Linked DNA regions of Mus musculus: region 2 is linked to region 1. A link is a contact called in public HiChIP or PLAC-seq data. All regions are on one chromosome and are shown on one strand. Each heading gives the region's core, a stretch centred on a gene start, on an enhancer-like site or on the middle of the called end of the contact. The rest is flanking DNA. Distances are from core to core; before and after follow the strand shown.

What was found. HiChIP or PLAC-seq counts read pairs in DNA pulled down with a chosen protein or histone mark.
Region 2: a contact with region 1 is called in an H3K27ac HiChIP or PLAC-seq map of microglia, with 7 times the contacts expected there. The contact joins two enhancer-like sites. A contact is called at or near these places in 1 of 484 Hi-C or Micro-C datasets (CD4 T cells) and 2 of 115 datasets of contacts at active chromatin or transcription factors (embryonic stem cells and microglia).

What each region holds. Positions count from the first base shown.
Region 1 is chr11:107,100,301-107,104,588 of GRCm38.p6, reverse strand. All of the region lies in intron 2 of Bptf (bromodomain PHD finger transcription factor), which reads left to right. Among named protein-coding and RNA genes, the nearest start is that of Bptf, 30 kb to the left of the region's middle. Within about 2 kb of position 1,893, at least 146 of the 459 cell types and tissues checked have an H3K27ac peak or open chromatin away from gene starts, as enhancers often do.
Region 2 is chr11:107,449,668-107,453,955 of GRCm38.p6, reverse strand. All of the region lies in intron 1 of Pitpnc1 (phosphatidylinositol transfer protein, cytoplasmic 1), which reads left to right. Among named protein-coding and RNA genes, the nearest start is that of Pitpnc1, 19 kb to the left of the region's middle. Within about 2 kb of position 2,570, at least 112 of the 459 cell types and tissues checked have an H3K27ac peak or open chromatin away from gene starts, as enhancers often do.

The sequences.
Region 1 (4,288 bases), core at 644-3,143:
ATTCCTAGGTAGACCAGGTTGCCCTGGAGCTCACAGAGATTGGCCTGACTCTGCCTTCCAAGTGCTGTGGTTAAGGTCCCAGCACCACTGACCTGACAAGCAGTAAGTTTCTAATGCTCTGATGTTTTGAGTATTTTTTGTATAACATTAGTGAGGAATCTTCAAACATTATAGTGCTATGATACAAGTGTCTATGTGAATAATTAGAAGTAAATCTAAAAGATCTTTGCATCATTTATAAAAGTTAGATTAAAATGCTTTCAGGTTAAGTGTCCCTTGTAGTAGAGTATGTATACAAGCTGGGGAAGGTTTCAGAGTGATGTCAACTTCGGTCAACCTACTGTAAGTAGAGGTATGGTACGTTTTTCACTGGGAGCCTAGAAATTTAAAATGTTGAATCTCAGAGGACCCATATTTTAATTCTAGTCTTAGCAATTCATAGATGATTTCCGTCATTGCCTTTACTTAGTAAGCACTAAAATGTAGCTCAGGTCCTTAACTTTGCCCATTCAGTGCCCTTCTTCTCACCACCTAAAGCCGCTTGTCCTCCAGGTGTCTGCTTATGTGTGCTGTGTTTCAGGCCTTGCCTTCTCAGAAGCCTCTTTGCCCCTGAGCTCCCCCTCAGGAAGTGCTTGAGAAATCTGCCCCATCTGTAGTGACAATCACCACAGCTGTGGTGCTGAAGACAGACCCTAGGGCTCTGGGGATGGATGCTAGCCAAGCACTGGTTACAATGTTAGTGCTGTTAGAGGAGGGCCACCATGACACAACTCTAGCAGGAGTGAAGTCAGATCTTAGGGTGTCAGCAAGGCTTTGGAAGAGACAGTCCTTTCTCCTCGGCAGATCTCCTTTGCTTCAAGGCAGTCCCGGCCTTTTCTATCAGTTTCCCAATATTATTCTTAAACCTCTTCCATCTCTGTTGTTTACAGCAGCACCCTACTTCTTGATACTGAGATGTGGGCACCTGCTGGGGCTGCTTTGACAGAACACTACAGATAGGACTTTATTGAATGGCCAGGCTCCTCCTGAAGGCTCTTGGAGACTGCCTTGTCCTCTGTAGCTCTTGCACAGGCCTGGCCAACGAGTTAGTATGTTTTCTGCTCCTCCTCCTTTCCTCTTGTGAGGTCATTGGAGTCTGGATGATCTCATTTCAAAAGCTGCACTTAAATACTTCTTCCAAACAAGGCTTAGGTGGACCTGGATTTGGGGGCAGGTGTTCAGCCCATTACTAATTACTCTTCTGTGAATTTGTTGACACTTCAAACTTCCTGTGAGTCACTTTCAAACTTATTATTGAGCTTCCAAAGTCAGTCCCCCTTAATATGGAGTCTAGTAAAAGCCAAACTGTAAAAGCATACACCCGGAATGTATATTTCTCATAGGTGTACTTAGGCAAGAATTTTTTCTTCCCACTCAGCCTTCTCCTGTCACCCTGTGAAGTGGTAGGGACACTTGGCAGTGGGCACTCTTGGGGCAGCTGGGCCAGTTCCAGTGAGCCTGGAGAACCAAAGCTTCCTCGCGCCCCAGAGCCGTCGTGGTCAGCGTGTATGCATGCAGCAGAGAGGAAGCTGCCACTCTTGCAGTTGGGCAGAGGATTTGCTTAGATGAACTGTCGCAACCCTGGAACATCAGTGTGAGAGGTGACTTGTTCTGACAGCCCCAGCCAGTGTGCTTATAATTTTGCTACTGTGTTGGTATTGAGTTTATTCTACTTCCAGAAAAAAAGCTGTCAGTGTGAATAGTATGTATTTTTGATGAGCAGAATGAGAGGTAGCTGCCACCCCATTTTTAGAAAGGTGTCAACAGGAAGTGAGGAGTGCAGAGCAATCGGTGAGAGGTGGTACGAGTGTGTGAGCATTTGAATGTGCCTGAGAGGAGAACTGAGAAGTATGGCTGCTGTGAGCAGATTGGAGGGCGTGCACGGAGGAGGTGTTGCAGATAGCCCACATCCTGCCAGCAGACAGAATCAGAGTGAATTGATGCAATTACTACAGGTTTGAGTAATTTCATTTCTAGTAAAAACTTACTAAAGCAACTGAGCGCAGAATGGACTTCTGCCTGAAGCAGTGAGTTTGTTGTGGAGGAGAAAGTCCTCAGAGATCAGAATAGATCCACATATCCTGTAGCTGTTAGGGACACGGTCAGTAGTTTGTCCGTTGCTTGAGGAAGCTGAGAGAATGTGGAGCTGGAGAGATGGCACATTGGTTTAGAGCTTGCTGACAGCTAAAGAGGGCCCAGGTTTGGTTCTGAGCACCCTTCTAGGTGCTCCTGTCACTCAAGTTCCAGGGATGCAGCTATAAATAATAATAATAAAAAAAACCCTAAGAAATCAACAGACTGTCCATCTAGTTGAATTTGTTCCTATTGTACTATCTTATTTTATTGTAATATCATATTTCATAATTGTTTACCACTAGCTAGCAGTGTGAACCTGGATGCATGGAGTCTAAAATTGACACAGACTACAAAGCCCGCTTTATCCAGAGCATTAGACAATTTGTACTCCGAGGTTTAAGGGTCACATGAGTAAAGTGTCCAATTACAAGGGTAAGCCTTGCATGGTGGGCTGTGTGCACATGGCAGAAACATGCTCTTCCACAGAGGAAATAAACAAGTAACAACTCACCCGGGTCTGCCACACCGGCAAGGGACACAGCAGCACATTCCAAGGAGAAAATGAGGTCACAAGACTCCTTTCATTTTCTTGGAGTTTAGTTCTTGGATGGTGTTCCGCCAACACATAGTGAATTCTTACACTTACCAAGTGTGCTTTCTCCCCCAACACTTTAATTCTTTTAAAATGTACATTTATTTATTTTGTTTCTGAGTTTGTCTGTGTATGTGTGTGCATGTGTGTGTGTGTGTGTGTGTGCATGTGTGTGTGTGTGTGTGTGCAGAAGCCACCTTGGGAGTTACCCACCATGTGGCTTCAGAGCATCACACTCAGGCATCATGTCTCCGGACAAGTGTCTTTCCTGTCTAGGTCATTGAATTGCCTCCTCCCTTTCGTGTGCATGTGTGTGTTTGTGTGTGTATCTGTGTATGGGTATGTACACAGGAGTGCAGTGCCACGGAGGCCAGAAGAGGGTCCGTGGGAAGTGAAACAGGGAATTCAAGGCCAGCCAGGTCACGGGATAGGTGGAATTATGTATAACTCTCAGGCACTTAGAACTCACTGAGCACTTGAAACTGTCTGTTTCACACGGCATTGTGTTTAAGAGCTGAGAAGGCTGACGTCGTTACCTTTGGAAATTAGATTAATAAGATCATTGTCATACCAATCATAAGAACTCAGTAGACTTGCTCCTGGTCATCTTGACAGCTGCTCTTTGTTGGACGCTGTCCTGCATTAAGACAGGAAGATGGTGGCTGCAAAGAAGATGAAGAGGCCTCTGGAGTTGATCAGTTCTGGACTTGTTATGAAAAATGGAAAGTTATGCTCTGGGACAAACGTACTCTGAGGATGATCAGACAGGCAAAGCAAAGTTGGTTATCCTTGCCAACAAGGGCCCAGCTTGGAAGCAATCTGAAATAGAATACTATGTCATGTTGGCCAAAACTGGTGTCCATCACTTCCACAACAGTCATACCAAAGTGGGTAAAGCATGCGGAAAATGCTGCCAAGTGTGCACCTGCCGTTGATGCAGGTCATTCTGGTATTAGAGGCATGCCGGAGCGGACTGGGGAGAGTAAAACCGACACTTAAAGAAAGAAAGTAAAAGGATGTTCTTCTTTCATGAAACTTTACCAGAACTCATAGGAAGGAAGGGAGGGAGGGAGGGAAGGAAGGAGAGAGAGAAAAAAAGAGAGAGAAAAAGAACTTAGAAGGATCTATTAGAGTGACATGTAGAGCAGATTTAAAAAAATGTTTTTAAAAGTTTTATGTTTATGACAGATAAAAACAAAAACAAAAACAAGTGTGGGTAGGAGCAGGGGAGATGGCTCAGTATGGAAGAATACTTTTTGCACAAGCCAGAGACTCTTGAGTTCAGCTCCTAGCACCCACAAGCCATAATGCAGCCCGTGTACTGTGGGCAGCAACAGCTCACTGGGCTCTGAGGTCCAGTTGAGAGCTCCTGTCTCCTCAGACAGGTACAGTGCACCTAACATTCACCTCTGACCTCTGCTCCCATGTTACACAGAGGCCAAAAAAGGAAAAATACTGTGCAGAAATTTCCCTACATTTTTGGTAATTAATACATGGTTAATATCCTTTCAGAATTACTGAGTAACACATTCCTGGAGTGCCTCTAAATTTTCACTGCCTTAATAATAATACTTTATGTGT
Region 2 (4,288 bases), core at 1,321-3,820, 350 kb before region 1:
GATCAAAATGCACCTCTCAGAAGTTCGTGTTTACCACCCCAGAGATGATATTCAGCAGAGTTTCAGGCATGTGCCACCCCTCTTCCGGTACCGGGGATTGAACCTACGACCTCATGTGTACAAGGCTGGATCTATATAGATATGGCTGATGTACACACTCTACCACCGAGCCCCAGCTCCAGCCCTGACTCATTGTTCTTAGCATTGCCTCCTAAAACAGTTTACAACCGCCAGGCAGTGGTGGCGCATGCCTTTAATCCCAGCACTTGGGAGGCAGAGGCAGGCAGATCTCAAGACCAACTTGGTCTACAGAGTGAGTTCCAGGACAGCCAGGGCTCCACAGAGAAAGAAACCCTGTCTCAAAGCAAAATCAACAAATACCTGGGCATGCCACTGTGTGTATTGGGGTATTGAGGGGGGCCGGGCAGTGGTGGAGGCGGGAGGACTCCCAGGCTTGCTGGCCTCCAGCACAAATCCAGGTTCAGTGAGAGACCCTGTCTCAGGGGAATGAATGGAATGAATGAAAGAGATGAAGATTGATGGAGCAGAACACCTGACATCTTCCTCAGGCCTCTCTGCTCGGGTGATGCATCGGTACACGCATCCTCACATACCCGAGTGCTTACACACACACACCCCAACCCCCGCAGCACACACAAATATCCAGGGTTTACACTTACAGCTAAGGATTGTGTACCTCATTTTATGTTAAGAAATTTATTTCAGTAGTGCTGATAGCCAAATCAGGTATCCATGGACGTTTTCCGTTTTCTTTTTAACATTTTTTTTTTTTTTGAGTTTGTCTGGAATGCACTACAACAACAGACTGGCCTCAAACCTACAGAGCTCTCCCTGCTTCTCCCATCCAGACTGGAGTCATGTACCACCGAGCTTAGCTATCTTCATTGTTTTTAGTGGCATGGGTGGACAGCAAACATGTGCCACTATAACAAAATGCTTGAGGCAACCGTCTTAAAGAGCAGAAAAGTTTATTTTGGCTCCATGGGAAGAGAAGTATGTGTTCTTGACTGTGGAGCCATCTCTCCAGCCCCCCAGTTAGTGACCTTTGCCAAATCGCTACTGTCTCAATTCAGAGAAACTGCTATATTATCCTCACACAGGGAAAAAAAAGTGTATTGGCTTTAAAACACTTAACTAAGACAAAAAAAAATCCCATGAATTTTTGACGCATTGTTACTGCTAAAGTGGCGGGCAGAATATTTGATTAGAGATAGTGCTTTTACTCCTGTACAAGGTAGAAACAGACTTTAATTGGACTCCTTTTCTCAGTGAGGAAGTACGGTTAAAATGTTACCTTATTTTCTTAGAATTTTATAAATGTTTAACCCAGGAGAAAAAAAGTAATTCAAGTCAGTATAATGGCTTATTAATACATGAACATTGTAACATTTTCCTTCTTGTCATTCTTAAGGATGTCTACAGATCGGGCTCTTGGTTCACTCTCCAACCATCGAAGCTCGCTCGCTAGGCTTTTATTTTATTTGATATCTTCAAACGGTATCTTGATCATGCTCCTTTCCCTCCCCCAGTTCCTCCTGGCTCCTCCTCACCTCCCCACCCACCCAACTTCAAGTTTCCTCTCCCTTTAGCTCTTTCAAAACAAAAAAACAGGAGAAAACGAAAGAGAAAATCAAAACCAACACCAGCAACAATTAAAAAAAAAAACCCAGTAAGATAAACCACTACAAAAAAAAAAGTGGAGTCTGTTTTGTGTCAGCCAACTAGTCCTGGGCGGTGGGGCCTGCCCTGGAGTGTGGGGGACATACCCAGTGACACTCCATGGAGAAAACGGGGTGTTTCCGTTTCCCAGCTTTACTATCTTCTCCATCACCATCTTCTGCATCGGCATCAGCATCATCTATTTTGTCGGTACTGAGGATTGAATCCAGCGACTTGTACCCACCACTGAGCCACACCCGGAGCCCCTCATTAGATATTACAATTTTCATTACATCTTACTGTAGTTACTTTATTGTATGTATATGTTTGAGGATCAGAGGACAACTTGCAGGACCTGGTTCTCCTCTTGCAGCTTGTGGGTCCCCAGGATTGGATTTAGGTTGCTGAGCTTGGGGGTAGGCGCCCTTACTCACCAAGCAGCCCAGCCATCTTGCCAACCCTCTTCCGCCTCCTCCCCGTCTTTATTTTTGTGACACAGAGCCTAACTTTGTTTTTTGGGCTGGTTTTGTCTGTGCGGACCTTGGCTGGTCTGGAATTTGCCGTGTAGACCCTGCTGACCTCAAACTCACTGAGATCTGCCCGTCCCTGCCTCCTGGGATTAAAGGTGTGCACCAGCGTGTGTTCTGGCTGCTCTTGAGCTCCAGGGCTTATGAGCTGTCCTCCCTAGCCTCCCAAGTAGCCAGGACTACAGGTGATATGTATGGGTCACACACATGGAGTTGTCCTTTCGTCCATCTGGTGGCCACTGTTGTTCTATTGCTTGGACCGCTGGTTTTTCTGAAGACTGCAGTTGCCAGATGAGAGAACCTTGTGCTTGAGCCAGCCCCCACTGGGCGCGTGTCTCCTGGAATGTGTGATTCGCTGGGGTCAGTGGTTCTCTTTCACAGGAAGGTTTTGCTGAGTTTGCCCTGTTCTGAAATGACCACATACATACACACCACCTTCTTTCACGATCCCCGTTTGCTGAGTGTGGTTTTCTCAGTACTCAAAGCACGCTTCGAAAATAGCCCTTTAGCTTAATGACATGGGTGAGAGATAAGGAAGTGGTTATCTAACCCTCCCACGGGCAGAAAGCTTGGCAACTTGAGTTGCTTTTGGTTACTGGGGCATGAGTTACACCTTGTACGCTGGAGACTTAGCCCCAGTCTATTGAAGATGGGGGCAAATCTTTTTTTATTCCCCCCACTGAACTTTTGGTTTTTGTTTTTGTTTTGTTTTTCGAGACAGGGTTTCTCTGTATTGCCCTGGCTGTCCTAGAACTCACTCTGTAGACCAGGCTGGCCTCGAACTCAGAAATCCGCCTGCCTCTGCCTCCCAAGTGCTGGGATTAAAGGTGTGTACCACCATGTCCGGCAGGTTTTTTTTTTTTTCCTTAATGATTATTATTTTAAAGTTTATTTTTGTTTTATGGCTACAAGTATTTTGCCTGCATATGTGTTTGTGCACCACTTTGGTGGCTGCTACCTATGGAGGTCAGAAGAGGGCATTGGATCAGCTGGCAATGAAGTTACAGACGGTTCGTGGGCCTCCATCTGGGTCCTAGACATTGAACCTGGGTCCTCTGTAAGAATCACAAGTGCTCTTAACTGCTGAGCTGCTTCTACCACCCACCTGTGGATTTTTGTTTGTTTGTTTGTTTTTGTTTGGTTTGGTTTTGTTTCTTGCTCTGTAGCCCACCTTGGTCTAGAACTTTGTCACCTAGGCTGGCCTCACGCTTCCTGCAGTCCTCCAGTCTCAGAGCTCCTGAGTGCTCGATTACAGGTGTGACCTACCACACCTGGCTTGAAAGCCTATTATTTTTGGTTAGGTTGTTTTCCCTCTCTTATAAAGGCACAGTGTCCAAATGAAAAGTGCACAGAGTCACGATTCAATTGTTCACATCTTTTGGATTGTGTGTGACGGAAATTTGGACATAGCCCAGTGTCATTACGGTTTTGGACAGGATGACTTACGGTCTGTAGATATGGTTGTACGGAGATGTGTTTTCTTGCCAAGATCTGGCTGAAAAAGAGCTTGCTGGTTGCTTTTTGTGTTTAAAAAAATAATAATTAGGCTATTAGTTGTCTAAATGGAGTAATCCCCCTTTGGCTCCTCAAGAAAAGCACTTCTGAGATGGGTGAGTGTATTTAAAATTAGCCATTACTTACAGTGGTTCGGCCTCTTTCTCACACTCCCTCTGGAGTTTGTGTCTCTCCCCTCCCTCCTCTTTTCTCCCCCTGTCCCCATCTCTCCATCTTAGTGTTGATTCTGTCTGTCAGAATCAGTGTTTATTTTTATTCATTTAATTTAGTTTAGTTTTTATTTTATTTTTTTGGTGGGCATATGAGACAGGATCTCTATATGTTGCACGGGGTTAACCCTGAACTCTCTCTATAGCCCAGGCTGGCATTCAATTCAGTGGAGATGTTGCTAGCTCACGAACCGGAGTTACAGACATCTGTAAGCAGGTGCTGGGAACTGAACCTAGCTTCCCTGCAAGAGCTGCAAGCAAGTGTTCTTGACTGCCGAGTCATCTCTCTGACCCAGCCATTTTATTTTTTAAAGATAAGAGGTCCTCACAGGTTCTGAGATCAAAAGCAGCCAAATC